Linked DNA regions of Gossypium hirsutum: region 1 is linked to region 2. Evidence: chromatin contacts called from public Hi-C data. All regions are on one chromosome and are shown on one strand. Each heading gives the region's core, a stretch centred on a gene start, on an enhancer-like site or on the middle of the called end of the contact. The rest is flanking DNA. Distances are from core to core; before and after follow the strand shown. Region 1 holds the start of LOC107945702 (glucan endo-1,3-beta-glucosidase 1). Region 2 holds the start of LOC107945707 (mitochondrial outer membrane protein porin 2).

Region 1 (3,639 bases), core at 810-3,309, 350 kb before region 2:
ACACTCGAGGAAACCTGAAACAAACACGAAACCATGTTGTAATTAAAAAGGCAATAGAGCTTAAATTTAAGTGTAAACAAAGTATGGGTTAAGTTACTTGGGTCAGCATTGATAATCATAGCAGTGCCTCCAAAATTGCAAGTTCCTCCATTTCTCTTGGTCTTTTGCCAGTAGCTGTTGAAAGCATAAGAAGCATGAGCAACAATGGTGTCTGGATAGAAACAGCTCCCATCTGGCATAAGTTCTTTACAATCAGCACCGCCTTCACCACAAGCGTAGTCCATTGCTTCTTGCAGTGTCTCCGTAGGGACACTCGGCTTAGCCACACACCAAAGCTTTTGCACCACCACCGTCTCTGGTGCTGGTGCAGTGTCATAGGCTGGATTACAAGGAGGCAAATGGAAGCCACTAGGTGAGCTGGCGGGAACAAAAGGCGGAGGCAGCTCTGGAGCAATGGGAAAGGAAAATGGTGGTGGAGAGTCAACAGGGAAGCAAATGGGAGGCAGTGAAGCAATAGGGTACTGTGGAGGATGAGGGGTTTTGGCTACATTGGCAGGCGCAGAAATGCCAGTAGAAGGAGCGGTTTGTGGCGAGGATGGCCTATCAGGGAATGGTCTTTCGAACTTGGAATCCATCATTGACAGCTTCCTGCTTATGGGTTTTTTCGGTTGTTGACTGGGGAATACGACATTGACCTTTCTAAGCTCAAAAGATCCAAACCTTTTCATGAAATCCAGGTGTGAGGAGAGTAAAACCAATGTTTCATGCAAAGAGGAAGACAAATTTGGAGGAGCAATAATGGAGTAAGTGGAGTTTGTATTTTGGAAGAACTCCAACAGGGATTTGACCACCTTCTTACCCAAATCATCAGTAAAAACAACAGAGTTTTGCATCAAACAATCGGAAGAAAAAACAGCCGACACTTTGATGTCTTTCTCTAGACCCCACCTTGTAAGAGAGTGATAAATGTTCTTGAGGGATGGTAGTAAAAAACCCAAACTGTCTTCTTCTCCTTTACCATTTTGACAAAGAATAGTATCACCCACAAGAATGGTAGTGATTTTGGCAGCTGGAAAGTGAGCTAAAGCATGAACCCGGACCCAACTCTCAGCCTTCAAAACACTGCTAGAAACCTCTCTGAGAACATTGCCATTCACAGCAACTGCTATAGGAACATCACCGTGAGGTAATGCATGAATAACCTCCGGAGTTGTGTCATAAAGCCTAAGGTATTCAATAGATTCTTGACCTGCGCCTGCAAAAGAAAAAAAACGCATAAAAATGTTTTCAAGAGATGAAAACGTAGAACAAAGAGAACCCACATTTTGACATGATGAAACATTTAGAGAAAACAGTATATAGGGTTTTCAAATTTTATACTTTAACATACCAGTAAGACCCAGAAAACAGAGAAAGAACAAGCAAATGATCATTAACTCCATCTTCAACATTTTTTTTTCAACAATAATAAAGATCTGAAAATGAGGTTGGGTTGGGTTGGGTTGGGATGGAGTTGGAACAGTTGGGACCTCTTGAAAGCTCTGAAAAACCCTTTAAACCCCACCCTCTGTCTCTCACTCCCTCCCTCCCCCTCTGAGTCCCCGTGCAAGTTATAAGAAGTGCGGCTTTGATCTTCAATGTGAACAAAAGAATATGTTCACCATGGATGGATTGCAGGCTTCAAAGTTAAAAAACACAAAAACTACCTATTTTTCTAAATTCTTTGTCACCAAACTCAAAGAGTACAAGACCACAGAACTTAAAAGAACTGAAGGGTTCAAGCAAGTTATGCAGGAAGATATCTGCAAAATCTTGGTGCCCGAGATTTTTTACAGTACATCCTCTCTCTTTTTTCTTTTAAAGTATTATTACAGTACATGTACATTGAGAGAGAAGGGTCATCTTGTTTTCCTACAGCGCATTGGGACGCGTGGGAAGTGGGAACCAATGAACATAAGGACTGTGCATTGGTGTGGGAAGTGTGAGCTTTTTTGCAGTCACCATTGCACCCCAAACATACTATAATGTATTTGCTACTCCTAATGGCAGAAACGACGCCGGTTTGATTACACAGAGACAGAGGGAATGGAAAAGGAAACTGGTGGTGGGGTCCGGGACACATGAAGTGAAAGGAAAAAACAAAAAAGGGTGGCAGAGTGTGGGGACGGGCGTAGGGATCAGACGGTGGAGAGCAGCTTCATGAGGAGCAATTCTGGATATTTGATGTGACTAGTATTTACTATTTCCTTATATTCCAACTTTTTCTATGTTTTTTAGTGCTCTGACCAGCAGGCCTACTCATACATCGGGCTCACCAAAATTACTCGAAAAATTTTGAATTTTTCAATTTGGTTGTTTTCTTTTTATACGTTCAAATGGTTATTTGGAGAAATTAATAAATTTAAAATTATTAAATCAAAATATTTTTTTAAACAGAAAATTAAAATATCTTTAAAACTTGAGTTTAATATTAATAAAGGTTCATTTTCGAAATTATTTATAAAAATAGACTGTTTTTTAAAATAATAATGGGTATGGACTGAAAACTTAAAAACACGCTAATATGGATATGTTTTTAGAGGATAATACAAAAAAGAGCATCCACATCAATGTTATTTTCCTTGTGTCAGGTAAAAACGTACTGACGTGGTCACGCTTTTGGCCATGTAATCCCTAATAGATTATTTGCTAATTAGGGTCCAGGTTTTGGGTTTGATTAGAGTTTAGGAAATTTTAAATTAGGGTATTAGGCTTTTAATTGTTTAAGAAATTTTAAAATTTAAATAATATTAAAAAATGAAATTAACTCTTACCATTTACATTTGGTCGACGGAGATATGTTTATCATCAAGACGAATTAATTGCCAGGCCATTACTAACACGATCAAATTTCTTAAAAATTATAAAAATAAATTAATAATAATTCAGACAAAAATAAAAAAAATTAGAGAGCTTTGAGAGCTTTTTAAAGAAACTTAGAGAGAAATTTGGAAAAATAATGAAATTTGATGTGAAAAAATGGGTTGGGGGTTTTATACTTTTTTTTTCCTGACTATCGGAGGCCCAACGGTTAGATTTTTAAACGATCGTTGGAGGTGACCATTGGGGAAAAACACGGCCAACAGCGCGTCCTCGTCAACGCTTTTGCCTGACACAAGGAAAAAATGCTGACGTGGACGCGTTTATCCCCTAAAAACGCGTCCACGCCAATATGTTTTTGGGTTTTTGGTCCATACCCGTTATTATTTTTAAAAACAGTCCATTTCCGTAAATAATTTCGAAAATGGACCTTTATTGGTACTAAACCCTTAAAACTTCACCAAAACAAGATTTTGAGGTTTTTTTACCCAATAATATAAAAAATTAATTAAATATCAAAATGGTATCCTCGTGACATTATTTATTAAAATGGAGTGAAATGAATAGTATTGAGGGGTGGTACCTAAAGGGGTGGCAGCACCATCCATTTTTCTCTACCCAATCATACCTCCATCATTAGCCCATAATATGTCTTAAAAAATATTTTTTAATGTTGAAGGGACATTATACGGCTACACCAGTTTGAGGCAACTATAGCGAGCAAAATACAGGGCACGAAAAAATACGGATAAAAAAGGGTAGAGGGTGCTACACTGGCAG
Region 2 (3,933 bases), core at 1,203-3,702:
ATCTGTTATATGACCATGCATGTGACGTTATGGCAAAACTGGTTTGTTTTTGTTGAAATTGTGACACATTTGTTCTACAAACCGTGGAATTCCATGCCTTCTAATTTTTGCTATTGTACAACTGCATGTCTTATATGCTTTTCATTCAGATTCTATATTTGCATGCCATGTCACAATGCATGGGGTTGGGATAATATGGTAAGGAGGAAGTTTTGGCAGTTTAATGATCTGCACTATTTGGTGGTTTAACCACATTTCTGTTCTGCCAACTTGGCTGCATTTATAGTGGTTCGACCACACATATCTGTTTTGGCAGCTTGGTTGCAATATAGTGGCATTACCATATATATTTGATTTGGCAGTTTTAACTACAATCTTTGGTGGCATTGTCTACAATTATCTGTTAGTGTGTTTTGGATGGAAGAGTTTTGAGGAGCTCTAATTTGGTATGCAGCAGAGATGGATAGGAAGTTTTCTGAAAATTTGCATTTCATTTTTCGAAATATTGCATTGGCATGACCATGCATGCACAGTTTTGTCGTTCGAGTTTGATAACTTCTCTGTGACATTTTGATTTGTTTATTGTGTTTCTGTTTGAGTTTAGTTACACATTGAGCTTGTTAGCTCACCAAATTTTTCTGACTTTTCTGGTAATCGACAAAATTAGGGTTGGGCGGCGTTTGGGAACTCGGATTGGTCTCTCACATAAAATGGTTTGATTTGTTAATATTCAAATTTTTTGGACTTTTGGTTTTTTTTATTCAATTAAAGATTTTTGCATTATTTTTAGTTATTTAAAAATAAATGTTTGGTTTTCAAAAATTAAACAAGCTAAGGATTTTCTACTGCAAATTTGAAATGAGTTTTACGAAGATTAATAACTAAAGTTTCAGAATGTGCTCAAATAAATGTTTGGTTTTCACTTATCGAGATCACGGTTTTCAAATCATCAACTCTAAAATTTCTGCTACAAAATTTTATTTAGAATTACGAGTTTTCTGAAGCAAGTGACTTAAGCACTATGATTTCATAAAATTGGGTTTTTAATTTAGTGGTTGGTAAATTCATATAAATGTTTTAAGAATGACAAATTTTCCTATTAAGAAATTGTGGCGAGTTTTATAAAACTTTGATTTTCGTTTTCGTAACGAGTCACGTTCTGGAAAGTAAAGATTTCAACTTATTTTTTTAACCTTCCAGATTTGGCCATAATGTATAGGTCAGATTTGGGGTGTTACAGGCCCATCCACTGGTAACCCGAGCTGTAACTGCACGTCCTTGAGAGTGATAGTACACTTACTGTATGGAAGATGGAATGTGTGCGTCTTGGGTCTCCACCTTTCCACCAGCGTGCTTACAAGTGTGGGGTCCAATATACACCCCTTACCTATAATGGCACGTGTAAAAATCTCGCATTTCTCAAGTAGGGTTCGATTAAAGGTGATTGAGGACCGGGTAGATTACGAATATACGTCTCCAAAACTCATTCTTTTGGTTATATATAAAAAAATACATAATATTAAATTCTAATATAATAAGAAAATATTTAAATTAAATTGGATTAAATATAATAAAAAATTCTTGTCATTTGTAATTGATCGACCGAAATGTGCTTGCCATCCAAACGGATTAGAGATTTTTCCATTGCTAATTTTGAAAAACACGAAATAACTTGTAATAGAAAAAAAAAAATTTACAAAAATTTTAATATAATTTTAATAAAAAAAAGAGAGTTGAGAGAGAAATAAAATTTGAGTAAGAAATTAAAAGGAATTGAGAGAGGTTTGAAAATGTGTGTGAGAGAGATAGTTGAGATTGAATTGACAAAAATGAAATGAGGGAGGGGGGTTATATAGAAAAAGAAATATAGTCGTTTTGGAGGTAGTCGTTGGTTTCAATAGCTAATTAAATAGTTGTTGGAGAAAATAGCCATTGAGAGTGACCGTTGGGGGAAAACAGGAAGTGTTTTCAGCTAATGTGGCAGAAAGCACTTCCAGCTAAAAGATTTTTTCTGCCAATATGCTGAAAACGCTTTTAGATGAAAACGTTTTCATTATTTCAGCCTGATCCTGTAATTTTACAAAAAAAATCAACCTAATCCAATAATTATTTTAAAAAATGAATTTTTTAAGTAATTCACACCATTGTTCAAGATCAAATCTTAATAATCTTAGAAGCGAATTTCATTGGCCCAATTAAATCTCAAAACTCTTTAATTTAAGAGTTTAAGTTGGCATTCCTCTGAACCTATTTTTAAGATTAAATCTCGATAATTCTTGAAGTAAACTATATGATCAAAGGTTTTTTTGTCATGACCATATCATCAAGTTTAAACAACTGTAAGATCTAAACTTTATTTAAAAAACAAAAGATTTATTCAAATATTATAACTAAAAAAAAAGTTAATAAACAATATTTTTATTTATCTGAAATCATCACTTTCCTGGCAAAAAAATGTGTAGTAGTTACTTTTTGAAACTCATCCATTAGTGTAGGATTTGGCTGTAATAATATTCCTCCCAGATCCAGCCAGCATTGTGATTATTTAAATAATACATATACTTGATGAAGGTTGAATTTGATCATAGTTTCGACAAAATCAAACGGTTACGAACACTAGGAGTTCCAAAAAGGGGCACACCCGATATTCACCTCCTTCAAAAGTTTTGGCATTTTCATTTTCGTCTCCACTAAAAAAAGCCCTGCGTCCTTCGAATCGATTCCATTCGATTTCACCATCTTTTAAATCCTATCAATTTCTCAGATCTTTCCCAGTCTTTTCTGCAACCATGAGTAAGGGACCAGGACTCTTCGTCGATATCGGCAAGAAAGCCAAAGGTAATCAATTCCTCTATCTCCTTCCTTCTCCACCGTACGATCTTTCGATATATATTTATATTCCTTTCAATTACCTGTTTTCATTTCTCCCTTTTTTGAATGCTTAGATCTGTTGACTAAAGATTATACCTCGGATCAGAAGTTCACTGTTTCTACTTACACTGGCGCTGGAGTTGTATGCCAAAATAATCTCTTTTACACCTTGAATTTCGATTCATGTTTATATCGTAGCTGGGGTGCGATAGTTTATTCTATAATGACACTCCGATTTGCTCGCTAGGACTTGATATATAGAGAGGGTCCATATTTGTGTAAAACTAGTGCTTTCATAATTTCAGGCTCTATTTATGTAATTGTGAACCTTGAGTTTTGGAGTAATTAGGTCTAATTTGCAACCAAAAAAAAAAGGGCTAGAAAGGTCTAACTTATAATTGAATGTAGATCGGGCATTTGAAAAATCAAGGTTCTTGTTATTTATTCTTTTCCACTGAAAAGAAATCTGTTTTAGGGTGATTTCCCTGGATTTCTCATGAATCTTTGGACTCAAACATTTTGTTGCCAATCTATTGTCGGTGAACCTGTGTTTCCAGATGGCACTGTTTTCGTCTGAATTGATATTACCACTTTTTTTAGTTCAAAAGGTGTAATTCGAATGAATGCAAGAGATACACCGCTCTGAACCGAGCCAAAAGTTTTAAATTTTACTTGTCTCAAAGTTTTCCTTGGCGGTTTGAATTTTGATTTGTCTGCTGAGGTTAATGAACTTTCATGTGGTTTTCTTTAGCTAGATCCTATAATTTAAAACTTACAACAGGTGAAGTTGTTCTATTTTATTCCTCATATGCCCCCTTATATATATATCAGGCCCTTACATCAACTGCTCTAAAGAAAGGAGGACTTTCTACTGGGGATGTTGCTGCATTATACAAGTACAAGAATACTCAATTCGATGTCAAAGTTGATACCAACTCTAACGTGGGTTCTTATGGTTTTCACTTTCTTTTGAAACTATTAAATAACAGTAGCCTAATCCAGCTGAGCGTCTTACATTCTTACATTGTTTTTCCAGATCTCCACAACACTTACATTCACTGA

What was found. A called contact is a pair of places that touch in the nucleus more often than the background predicts.
Region 1: a contact with region 2 is called in a Hi-C map of hypocotyl, with 4 times the contacts expected there. The contact joins the promoter of LOC107945702 here to the promoter of LOC107945707 in region 2. A contact is called at or near these places in 3 of 34 Hi-C or Micro-C datasets (hypocotyl and leaf).

The regions. Positions count from the first base shown.
Region 1 is chrD12:28,447,462-28,451,100 of Gossypium_hirsutum_v2.1, reverse strand. It overlaps LOC107945702 (glucan endo-1,3-beta-glucosidase 1), which reads right to left and starts at 2,059. Exons shown (of 3, transcript XM_016879794.2): 1 at 1,391-2,059; 2 at 98-1,255; 3 at 1-14. The coding sequence starts at 1,451.
Region 2 is chrD12:28,095,210-28,099,142 of Gossypium_hirsutum_v2.1, reverse strand. LOC107945707 (mitochondrial outer membrane protein porin 2) reads left to right here and starts at 2,452. Exons shown (of 6, transcript XM_016879798.1): 1 at 2,452-2,838; 2 at 2,946-3,013; 3 at 3,703-3,813; 4 at 3,908-3,933. The coding sequence starts at 2,790.